3 separate regions of the Zea mays genome follow, and all the other regions are linked to region 3. A link is a contact called in public Hi-C data. All regions are on one chromosome and are shown on one strand. The core of a region is the stretch at or near the end of the contact, and the rest is flanking DNA. Distances in the headings are between cores, read along the strand shown. Region 1 holds the start of LOC542347 (thylakoid assembly 1). Region 2 holds the start of LOC100191852. Region 3 holds the start of LOC100381399 (Suppressor of mec-8 and unc-52 protein homolog 1).

What was found. A called contact is a pair of places that touch in the nucleus more often than the background predicts.
Region 1: a Hi-C map of ear shows a contact between it and region 3, with 3 times the contacts expected there. The contact joins the promoter of LOC542347 here to the promoter of LOC100381399 in region 3. A contact is called at or near these places in 11 of 25 Hi-C or Micro-C datasets (bundle sheath, ear, endosperm and 4 more).
Region 2: a Hi-C map of ear shows a contact between it and region 3, with 4 times the contacts expected there. The contact joins the promoter of LOC100191852 here to the promoter of LOC100381399 in region 3. A contact is called at or near these places in 3 of 25 Hi-C or Micro-C datasets (ear, leaf and tassel).

What each region holds. Positions count from the first base shown.
Region 1 is chr3:58,605,688-58,609,803 of Zm-B73-REFERENCE-NAM-5.0, forward strand. It overlaps LOC542347 (thylakoid assembly 1), which reads right to left and starts at 2,279. Exons shown (of 20, transcript XR_002268001.3): 1 at 1,638-2,279; 2 at 801-1,080; 3 at 259-362.
Region 2 is chr3:59,002,672-59,006,767 of Zm-B73-REFERENCE-NAM-5.0, forward strand. It overlaps LOC100191852, which reads left to right and starts at 2,087. Exons shown (of 8, transcript NM_001137276.1): 1 at 2,087-2,357; 2 at 3,043-3,739; 3 at 3,840-3,944; 4 at 4,018-4,096. The coding sequence starts at 3,066.
Region 3 is chr3:58,829,366-58,833,543 of Zm-B73-REFERENCE-NAM-5.0, forward strand. LOC100381399 (Suppressor of mec-8 and unc-52 protein homolog 1) reads right to left here and starts at 1,302. Exons shown (of 15, transcript NM_001174240.1): 1 at 1,282-1,302; 2 at 634-997; 3 at 485-533; 4 at 140-223; 5 at 1-41. The coding sequence starts at 774.

The DNA.
Region 1 (4,116 bases), core at 1,029-3,528, 220 kb before region 3:
CCCGCGAGCGTTCGTGGGGATTAGGAATTTTTCTCTAAGGGACGGGGATGTGGAGCCATTCTCCAACAGGGAATTCCCCATTGCCATCTCTAGATATTACTCCGACCATTCAGAATTGTAAGACATTCTGGCTTTTCTATATTCATAACTTTTACTATGTATCTAGACGTAATGTATATAGAAAAGCCTGAATGACTTACAATTTGGAACGCAGGGTGTAATTAATGACAAAGTATTTCCAACATAAGAAATGCATACCATTGCAAGGTTATCTCTTAGATAATCAAAACCAAGCTCACTGTTTGTGACATAAGTAATATCATATGAGTAATTTTCCCTCCTTTGCTCAGGTGTCATGTTCTCTGTCAAAATAAAAACTCTGTTTAACAAACTATCACTAGCAACAATGAAACAGAACATATAAATAATGCCTGCACACAGAAAAAAAATAATCAAAATGCCAATTGGGCTAGTACTGTAGGACACATGAAGCTGCAGCATGATAGGGCAGGAAGCATATCCTATAATTCAGAATGGTAATGGCCTAACTAAACATTCATAATTGGAGCTATCAGTTTATTCATGGTTCAGTAGTTCAGCAAGCCATCCTCTTAGGGTTATGTGCCATTAGTTTCATATATATACATATCAGTACTTTCATGAATCATTCAAGTGCTAGAGCTTAAATTGGTAAGTAAGGGACCAATTAATATTTTCAATATTAATGTGGAAGCTGAAGAATATGCACAACTGGAGACGGCACAACCAACAGGAATGAATAATGTGATGTGATGACATACGTTGAATTAAGCCAACCTGCAGTCCTAGAAATCGGGGGACTTGACCAACCCACTCACAATCACGTCTTGCGAGATAATCATTTACAGTGACAACATGCACTCCTTTCCCACTCAAAGCATTTAAGTATGCTGGCAGAATGGCCACAAGAGTCTTCCCCTCTCCGGTCTTCATTTCAGCAATCTCCCCCTTGTGCAGAACCATACCACCAATCAACTGCACATCAAAGGGCCGGAGGCCTAGAACTCTCTTGGAAGCCTCCCTCACAACAGCAAATGCTTCCTGCACAAATGATGACACAGATTCCACCATGAAAAATTGAGATGTCATTCTACAGGAGTCATGATTTAACATATCTTAGATCATCTTAAAGTGGCTAATGAAAAGGAACAATGAGTTAGTCTATTTGTTTGTGCCTTGGTACATCATAGATTTCTTTCATAACTTTGATGAGAGAATTCAGTTCTTGGTTGGTTCACTAATTGTACATACACTCTGGACAGTGAATTGATTAGTCTCAGATGAAGCTCCAAAATTATACATGTTAAGCATTATCCAGATGCAAAACGAAATGTTTGCAGCCTTGTTTCTATTATCTGCAATCTGATACGAGAGTAAATTGAAGATGAAGTTGTTTAGATACTAATATACTGTAGTCACTCAGAGAATCAAATTAAAATGAAGGCTATGGTTTTCCTAGTTCTTCCTGAAAACGCCATTCTCATGATCACAGACTGTAACATTTTAGTGTAGTCACTAATAAAGTTCATTTAATCATTTTAGATTCGACACACTGTAGTGAAAGGATACGAGTGCCCGTTATATATTTGGGTACGTACGGGGAGAAGGGAATCCAGGGATTCCCCGGAGCGAGCACGGTCCTGGAGCGCAGCGGTGCGTGCACGCAAATCAGCGTCTGAGAGCGCGGAGACCTCGAGCTCCATGGAGTTGATACGCGCCACGGTGTCTGCGTACTTCTTCCGCGTGGCCTCCCCGTCGTCGCGGCCGCCCCCGCCGAATACGGTGCCCAGCAGGCCCCCCACGCGCGACACGTGAGAGCCACCTCGCCGCCCCTGCGTGCCTCGGCCGCGCTGGCTGGGCCGGAACCGAACCCGGCAGCCGCCGCAGCCCCCAGCCAGAGGCGGTGAGGAGAGGCCCGTGGCAGACAAAGTGTGGGGAAAGCGCAACGCAGGGGTAACGGCTACGGTGGCCGCCGAGGCGTGAGGAGTCATGGCCATGGGCGTGCGCTTGATGTCTTTCTCCGGCGCCTCGTGTGGTGATGGTGGCGGCGCGCACGGCGACAAGCCGCCGCGTGCTCTGGGTGGTGGGCAACGACTGTGGCGTGGCTGTGGAGTGTGGATGGAGGCGTAGGAGACGACGGATAAGGAACTAGGTGGGCCGACGACCGAACCCATATTCAGTTTAAGCCCAAATGTATCTTGGCCGCACCAGGCAGAGCCGGGCATCCACTAGCGTACTATAGGCTCATTTCAAAATTGCCCCTCATTTCAATAACGCCCCGTTTGAAATTGAATTTCATTCTAATAATAGTAATTTAGACATATATCAATTAAGTTAATTCAGTTTTATACAAAATATATTTGTATATTATTATTAGCAAGATGTCGGAGATATTTATATGTTATATTTTTACTATAGAGGAGTGAGACGAAGAATGTCACGTAAGTTACAGAGTAGAAACAAATTCTACTACTGTATAAAATTATTTCTCATCCCCCATCCCATGAATTTGAGATAGACTAATATTTGAACTTTGGAAAGTGGTGGAATATCAAATTCCAAACTAAATAAGTTATTTTATTGAGTAAATTACAATTCCTCTAAAATGAAGTGATCCAAACGCCCCGTAAGGAAAAAACAATGATCTTCTTTCAGCTGTAGCACCTGTTCATAAACAGAATGGAATTGGTGTAGCATTTCTCTAACGGGGCGTTTGGATGCCTTCATTTTAGAGGAATTGGAATTCACTCAATAAAGTAACTTATTTAGTTTGGAATTTGACATTCCACCACTTTTCAAAGTTCATATATAAGTCCATCTCAAATTCATGGGGTGGAGGATGGGAAATGATTTTATGCATTAGTAGAATTTGTTTCTACTCTGACTTACATGACACTCTTCGTCTCACTCCTCTATAGTAAAAATGTAGCACATAAATATCTCTGACATCTTGCTAATAATAGTATACAAATATATTTTGTATAAAATCGAATTATCTTTATTCATATATGCCTAAATTACTATTATTAGAATAGAATTCAATTCCAATGATCCAAACGGGGCGTTATATGAAAGCCGGTTCGAAACGCGGCCTCCAAGCCGGTCCACGTCGTCCTTTTATTTTTTCAGTCGTTAGATCACACACCAACTGTCTCCTAGCTAGCCTCTCCATTCCGCGATGCCCCCGCCCCCCGACCAACGCTGCTGTTAAGCTTCCAACTCCATACGACCAGCCAATCTCTCCAAGCTTCTAGATCCCCACCCCCACCCACCCGGCCGGAAGTCCGCAGTCCGGTCCTCATCCCAATTGGGTGCGCCATCCCCGCGCACACACAGTTCGGTCCTCATCCCAATTGGAACATGTTCATCCCAATTGGGAGACGAAGGGATAGGAGGCAGAGGCAGCGATTGCAAAGATGGCACTACTCGTGCTACGCCAGCTCCTCGCCATGCTCTAGTCGCTGGCCCTGCTCCTGCCCTTCCAGTGGCGCACGCAGCGGGGGCGTTCGATGTCACGACCTCCACATTACGGCTAGCGGGAAAAGGGGAAGGCAATGGCATTAGTGGTTTACGGGTGCCGGCCGGGTCGCCCATGGTCGCCGCGCGAAGGGAGATAGCCACACGCCGGGCGCAGGAGGCTGGCGCGGGAGTACGAGCTGATCCTCGGGGTAGTGAACATGTTCCATCTCTTGCTATTTTGTTCCCTTCCCATCTGCTAGTTGTTGCTATTGCTCTGTTTTAGTCTGCTAATGCAGCTCGCTTCTGAAATGTCTTTTGCCTTGCAAGCTTCTTGGAGATGGAAGCGAGCTTTTGAAGTTTTAAGGTCTGCAGTGTCGTGGTCTCGCTCCTCGCAGCCTCGCTTGTTTCCTGGATCCTGGATTTCTCCTCTCCAAATCTCTAACCGAGCCACATACATTGTTAAGTGATTTTTTCATTTCAGTTAGGTTTTATTTGGTCTCAGATTTCTATGGTTAGTTTTTTATATGATGTTTGGCCATTCCCTGCACAGCTAGCCATTATTTCAGCAGTCATGTTCTATAGAGCTTGCTAGCCTTTTTCTAAAGTGCATATATATAT
Region 2 (4,096 bases), core at 837-3,336, 170 kb after region 3:
CCACGGGATAAAAATCGTGTGTCTCTTGTGTTGCTTTCTTTGTGATTGTTTTGTTCACAAGAACTCCCCTCAAAGCTACTTAGTCATACTAACTCTTTCATAACTATGTTTTGTGGCTATTTAGTGTTTGATTTTACAGGATCACCTATTCACCCCCTCTAGGTGCTCTCAGTTGTCGACGCTAGAAGATCACAAGAGTAGACGTAGCAGGCCGGCGAGGACGACGACGTCGGCGTAGAGGAAGCATACGACAATGGCGTTTCCCAAAAACCTGATATGGACCCTATCCCGTGTAGGAACACGGGGGGACGTAGGCTTCGGAGATACTCATATGGGAAGCTTACATGGCGCGGGATGGGGAAGACGAATGCAGCACAACGTTCTTGTGTGAGGAGAAAAGTCGGTTCCAAGGAACAGTATCTCGCCCTCAATATGTACACACGACGCGATCAAAACAGACAAGTAATCAGCCGTGTAATCACAACACTAACGTGACAATCAATTATAATTAATGCGAGAATAATTGTTTACCAAAACAGGCCAGCGCAATTTTCTTCATGCAAGCAAAATATCAAGTAGCAAAAGAAAGTCGCACACTCGCAAGGTTGGAAGCGAAAAATCGTCGGACCATTCACGCGCATGTCGTTTGCCCGTGCCAATTGCCCCGCCTGGCGAGCGCGCGCATGAGTCCTCTGTTTTTCTCTTCTCAATTGCTTCAACTAGGTGTCTTCTCAATGGCTTCAACTAGGTAGAGACAAAAGCTAACAAGGTGGTACTAAAATTCCCACCATACCATACATGTGTGGCTGGGCATTTAGGATTTATATGAATTATTATGTGGGTCAAACCTAAATTCTCTAAAAACTACGATACAAAAAAACTACGGTTACAGCTTTGAGCGTAAAATATATCAAATAGAATAAGTCGCATACTCATATGGGAAGCAGAATGTTATAAATTTCCTGTCTCAAAATTAGGCTCCAATAGCAGTTGATTTGGTAGTCCTTGCTATATTCTTTTCATAATTGTAATTTTATGAAATTTGCACAGTTCAATATGATTGTAGAGAACATCGTATTATGAACTGTGTAGTGGGTCGAAATGCTTAGAAATTATGTTATTAAATGATTCATGAATGAATGGAAATAAAGAAGATTTAGACAATTCTGTTTGAGCAAATTCTTTTTTTCGAGAGTAAAAAGAGAGCTTTATATTTAGCCAGACGGGATGTTCATACAATCGGCATTGGGTTCTGCTTGAGCAATATTGAACAGAAAACAAGGCCTGAAAGGAGCTTACATATAATAAGAAAAAAATGTTCCACTAAGAGCATGTTCGTTTCATTATTAATCTATATGGATTAAATGATATTGAGTTAGTTTAAATCTATAGTAAGTTAAAAATCTATCTCAATCCATTCTAATATTCTACAAACCATATGCTATTATAATAACAGGCCTAAAGTGGAGACGAGGACTCTTCTGGCAAGATTCATGACATGCAATTGCTCATGTTTTCACTTGAGCAGATTCGTACGTGGACAGCAGCAAGTGAATCGTAAGGAGGCGTGAAAAGACAGTCACATGCCATGTCACTGCCGCTGAGGTGTTCATTCAGTTCAGCCTCAGACTAACCGCAGCGCAACCCCTACGCAGCCCCCTCCCCTTGCATGCGGAGTATTTAGGGGGAACCGCTGCGGGAGATGAAAAAATAGGGGAGAAAATAGGGGGAAAAAGTGATATAGGAGGAAAAATTTAGAGGTAACGGTTGCGGATAGCCTCAGTGCGGCATGCATTTCGCTGTCCCCCTCACCGACCCCGAAACTCCACGTCACATGAAAGGTCGCTAATCCGCCACCTGCCTGTTTTAAGTTTAATACCCCCACTAATCCACCACCTTTTTAGCGTTTTTTTTATATAAAATTTATTAAGCGCCGCGCCGCTGCGAAAACAAGCAAAACGAAGAGAAAAGGAGCAGCGGCAGGCAACAGGCAGGCAGGCAGGAGCACAGCCCAGCCCGCCCGGCACCAACACCTGCTCCTGCTGCTTCTGCTCGCCCTCGCCCCCTGCTGCGTTTTGTGCCATCGCCATTTGCGATTTCTTTCGAGGAAAAAGGGAAGCAAGCGCGGAAATACTCCACAGATACTACTCACCTACCGCTCCGATCCGGCCACCAAGCGCAACCAATATCTCGCTCCCTTTCTCTTTCTCCGTCTCCCTCCTCCGCACAGCGCACGCGCAGGAGGCCGCTGCCGGGAGGCCCATCTCTATCTCTCTCCGCTGGATCCTCCGGCCTCTCGCGGTCCGGTGGAGCGGAGATCCGGCCGCTCGGGCGTCGGCTGCTTCCTCGTTCTGCCGGTGAGTTGGCCTTCCTAACTGGAACCTTGGTGGGTTATTTATTCTTATTCCATGCCTCTGAGCTGTTCTTGTTCTCAGTCAGATCCAAATTGTCCTTGGTTCCCTTCCTCTATCTCTCTGCCCATTCTGTTTGCTCCGGATTTACCTGTAGCGCGGACTCCATCCATGGTGTGAGATTAGCTTCTTCTGCTTGTTCCGCAGCGTTCAGGATCATGCAATTCGGGCTCTTGGGACCAAATTGAGGTTGCTAAAAAAATAAAAAAAAATCCTGATGGGTTATTTCCCACAGCCGCCACAGCCGCAGACCCACACGATGGAAGCTAAATGTGCTAGCTGTTGATCCTTGCGTGTACCTGTACACGACCCGTACCGAGATCGCCATCGCTGGAATTTATTACCTAGTCTTGATTGGAGGACAGCTACTATTCTTGCTTCCCTTCCAGCCCAAGATAATGTACTCCCGTGTACTGCCCGTCTTAACTGCTCCCATTTAGTCCAGGAAGCTGTCCTTTCCTTTGCGCATGTTCCGTGGATCCAGATTCATGCATTTGCATTTTGCTGCGTGGAGAGCTGCTGTATGCCCATCGGCGGTATTTCCTGCATTGTGTGATGTCATTTCTCGGGCTGCATGGGCAGCTAACTCGCTCGTCTGTGTTTTCTTAATTTTTTTTCCTTTGGTCTGTAGGAGCAAGAAGCTGGCATCCCGCCATGTCGTCACCGATGCCCTCCCCTACTCTGAAGGACCATCTCTCCACGCCTACAGGCCCCTTGCATCTCAAAGTATGGGAGGTCATATGCATTGCCTTGGGAGCTTTCATGGTGCTCGTCTTGTTTGCCACCGTGTGGCTCACGCTCAGGAGCAAGAAGAGGGTAAGGCGGCGGGCATCCGCAAATATCCCAATCACCCAAATCCCTGCAATTTCCAAGGAAATCAAGGAGGTGAGGGTGGAGCAAGTGCCGGCCAGCGACTTTGTGGCGCATGATGGCGTCCTCCTCACGTTCCAGGACAAGACCAGCGACCGGGATTCGGACAAGGTCATGGCCCATTTGGGTGTTAGCAAATCGAAGCGTGGTGATGAGAGCCATTCGGGGTCATTTCGCTACATGGACAAGGATGCAGGATTCCAGTCAGCTGAGGAAGGTGGCTCTGGAACGTTTCGGCAGACTTCAGCTAATGCCATAGTTGCTCCTTCACCTCTGGTTGGCCTGCCCGAGTTTTCATACCTTGGTTGGGGTCACTGGTTTACGCTGAGGGATCTGGAGCTTGCTACCAATCGCTTTTCAAAGGACAACATTATTGGTGAGGGTGGATACGGTGTAGTTTATCGCGGGCAGCTAATCAATGGCTCCCCTGTTGCTGTCAAAAAGCTTCTCAATAACCTGTAAGCCTTCCTTATCTAATCTCAGCTCGTTATTTACCTGCTTGTCTTCCTTACCAATGTTGCATTTAGTTTCTCCAATTGATGTTTTGTGAATCTGTAGAGGTCAAGCTGAGAAGGAATTTAGAGTAGAAGTTGAGGCTATTGGTCATGTTCGACACAAGAACTTGGTCCGGCTTCTTGGTTATTGCGTGGAGGGTACCCAAAGGTAGTTCCTATTACAGTTGCAATAAGCATATCATTTTTCTGACATCATATCTAACTTGAAATGAATTTTTCAGGATGCTTGTCTATGAGTATGTGAACAATGGAAACCTAGAACAATGGCTTCATGGAGCTATGAGTCAACATGGCTCTCTT
Region 3 (4,178 bases), core at 52-2,551:
TCCTCTAAATAAATCAAACTGTGTGCCAGGAGGCAACAATCCTACGCAATAGGAAAAGATTGAAAATCTCATGACTATTTCATAACAATTAACATATACATGGTAGCATCCTTTTAATAGTGTGCAGCAAAGAGAATACCTTGGTGCTGTTGCCACTTCAAAGCCTGACCAATCAGTGCCATAAGACGAGATGGCGGTACTACTGAGACTTCTGAAGCAACAGCTGAAATTGGCATAGCAGAGGAACAACTAGTAGTTAAAAATTAGGATTGCAAAGAACAAAATTCCCAGGGTAGATAAAACTGAATAAAAGTAGGACCAAATTATTTAAGTCATCTAGATATTAATAAGGAATCCCTAACTTCCAACTCTCGAAATTTGCTTATAAGTGCTGAAATAATTATGGTACATTATGAACATCGGCTCCAAACTCTGAACAAATAAAAAACACAGCGTCAACAAATAAGACATTCAGCAAGCTCACCTTGAGCAATCAGTGCTCGCCGCTTCTCCTTGGTGGATTCTTGGTAGGCCTGTTGGCAGAATGATATTCCAGTACTTCAACATTAATATAGCTCAGGGAGTAATATAAACAACATAACAAGAATAACATAGCAAGATAAACTTGCCAACCTCATTGGGGTCAAAGTATGTGCGGACAAGGAGGTGCTCAAGGCGGAGGTACCGCTCAGGCTGCTCCTGCTTCATAACACCCATGACCTGCGTCTGACGGAGGATGGCACGGGCCGTGTCAAGCTCACGGAGCTCAGCCATCTCCAACACAATCTGCTCATAGAGGTCCTCGAGCTTCTTGCGTGGCAGCTTGAGCTGTGCGACCTGGGGAAGCACAGCATCCCAACGCCCGGCATTGATGTCGGCAATGAAGGTGTCGATGCTGTCAACAGTGTTGAGGGAGACCTGGCACTCGTTTTGCAGCGTCTGGAACGTCTGCTGCAGCGAATTCTCCTTGCAGAACTGCAGCACTATCTTAACCACGCTGCGCACAAAAAAAAAACATCGCGCTCAAATCCTTTGTCGACCTTAAGACACTAATGCTACTGCAAGTCAGGCGGTTCTCGGATAGATTCAATAAGATGTGGAAATCCCAAAAATCTATCGATTTATTGCGACGCTGAAAGGTAGTTATCGGCCGCGGACAGACGGATTCAAGAACCAAGCTGAAGCACCCTAGTAGGGTTTAGGGATTCGCCGTGTTTCTTCTCTCGTGGTTTCGCTAGTACAAAGGAGGCCTTTAAAGGCGTGAAAGGGGTTTGTACGTACTCGCGGGCCTCGATTTCGAGGGTCGACGCCGACGACGCCATCTTCGGGTTCTGCGGGAGGCGGCGGATGCTACAGCACCAGGTAGGAAGGTAAAAGTCGGGAGCGGCTGCTGGAGAGGGAGAGGAGAGGCGCTCTGGTGATTTTGGGTGCGATGGGCTTCGGTAATTGGGCCACGGAAAGAAGGGCCGCTAGATGCATCGATCGATGCGCGAGCCTTATGGGTCCCATTTGGGCCGAGCACAGTTTTTGTGGTTTGCTTTTCTATTTGGGCTCATTCCATTTGGTGATAAATGGGCTGCCAAGCCTAGTGGCCGACTTGTTTTAGTTTAGCGGTCCGTGGGTCTCACATCAACAGACTTACCCTATTTGTTTCACCTCCTTTTCAGCATCTGGCCGTTATCTCTACTACTCCTTATGTCTATATCATAGGCGTCCACATTTGAGGATGGTGCACGGTTCTGCCGTCGCGCTCCCTCCGCACTCCATCCGTCCTCCGTGCTCGATCCTCGAATCCCGCGGCTCCATCCTCAAATCTAGCGCTCCCTCCGCGTCCCTCCACGCTCCACCCCCGCTGCCCGCGCGCCGCCGCCCCGGCCCGCGATTCCCCCACTTCCCCGTCACCACCACGAGCGATGCGCTCGCACATCCAGCGCACTCCCGACCCCTCCGGCAACAACTCGGAGGGGTCGAGGCCGAATCCGCCGATGAGAAGGCTGAATCCACCGATGAGAAGGCAACAGTGGTGATGGAGAGGCTGGCGGTGGCCACGAGGGCGTTCTTCGCTTCGGCCTCCGGCGGCGGCACTGGCGGTGAGGTCGGCGACAGCATGGGGAGGAAGACCACGGCGGCTCGGTGCCCTCCTACCATCGGCAGCACGGGATCTCGTGTGGGATGTCGACTCCCAGCTCTACTACCACACCAGGTAGTTGCTTCCTTTCTCTCTACATGTTGTAGGGTTCCACTGATTGGGCGTCGATGGTAGAATTTTGTGATGAACTAATGAAAGGATTCGGCCAATGGAAGTTTAGATGGTGACAACCGGCTTCTGGTGTATGAATTTATGCCCAAGGGAAGTTTGGAGAACCATCTGTGAAGAGGTTCTCTGTTATACTCTGGTTTCTTTAGATATACATCTCCGATAGATCTTGAGATCTGCAGACATGACCTCCCCTCATAAGTAATATCACCAGAAGTATCTTGACAAGACTACATGAATAAGAACAAATGATAGAAACTGGGAGCACAAGCTAGCTTGATGGTTTTGTGAATAAAGAAATAAACAATAGCAGCACTAAATACATCGTTCTACTATATATGGTTGGTGCACTCACCTTTCACTAAAGTGAAAGCCTGAACAATGAGGGTTAAGGGGGAGGGCAGATAGTATTAGTGAGTGGGTAGTATATTGCACCACAAGTTACATCTTACCATCCACATAAATTTTGCAACATATGATAAGCCTTATTGACAACTGATTACTTACCTGATTGTCACACACGGTTTTAGAAGGCAAACCGGGTGTGACATAAGTGGTATCAGAACCGTGCTGACTGTAGGACCGCTAACCTAGAGTAGAATGGTCGTTCTAAGGACTATAGACCTCTGTCTCTGCCTTGACTTTGATATCCCTTCAAAAGTTGGTCCTACCGACCAAACCTATGTTCTACTATATATTATACCTTGCTGAAAATCATGTTTTATTCTAATCCTTCATTTACTTATGATTCATTATTTGCTGGTCATATTAATTCTGTTCTCACCCTTTTGCTTGCGATGTCTTTTGTAGATGGCTCGACTTAGACACACTGCACGAAAGTCAGTCATCCCCTTCTTACCCTCCCGCCTTGCTGAGCGTCCGCTTCGCCGTCCCGTGGCCGGACAGTCTAGCCACTTGAAGAGACTACACCACCGCCTGCGTGAGGAGCAGGAACGTCGACGACAGGAGCAGCAGGGCTCTTCTTTCTCGCTCCACCAGGAGATAGAGTCTGTGAGGAGCTGCTCTCCTGTGCTTCCTCTGGAGCCGCCCCCTGCACCACCACTGGGCGCCCCAGCTTCTGGAGTAGCTGCTGGAGGAGACCCAGACGACGGAGATGGCGACGACAGCTCGAGCCACGACACCGACTTCTCTGCTAACCCTGAGCCGGAAGGATGGGTTGCTCGACCCATCACTCGCGACGCTGCTCGCGGGTGTCACTTCCATGATGCGCTCGACACCCTGCTACGTCGGGCATTTGACCGGCATACTTGGTCCGTCGAGTATCGCTGTGTGGTCTACCAGCACAGTCGCGGGGTCTACCCGGACCGCTGGGAGGCAACTTGCTTGGTGCGCTGCCCGGAGAACAGTCTCCAGGGTGCGGAGGCCTGCTCAGAGCACTATTCTATTTCTGAGCGGGACTCAGCTGAGGCAGCCATGCAAGATGCTGCACGGCGTGCGCTTTCGCACTACTGCTCGGTTTTCGGTGGGGCAGCTGACGGTCTTGACCTGAAGTATTACCCCCGCCGTCCATCTGGCAGCACAGGAGGAGTGATTGTCTCACCTGTCGGTGAGGGCAATCCTAGGTTGAGCAGCACAGTCAACCTAGCCGCTGTGCTAAACACGGAGCTGGACCATGCATTAGATGAGCTGAGTAGGGCTCGTGCTGAGATCGCCCTGCTGCGGGCTGAGCGCGCGGAACGTCGTCACCTGGATGGTGGTTCCCCCGCTCCCGTCGGGACTCAGCACCCGTACCGCTCACCTCAGCGTGGACACCAGTCTTATGGCAATCCCGACTGCAAGACCAAGATAACTCTAGAACCATAGATTGTTAGAGTTGGATCTTATAATTAATACGAAATATATACATAGAAGCTTCAGTCTTAGCGTTAGTCTCAGTTTTAGTTAGTCTTAGTTAGACAGG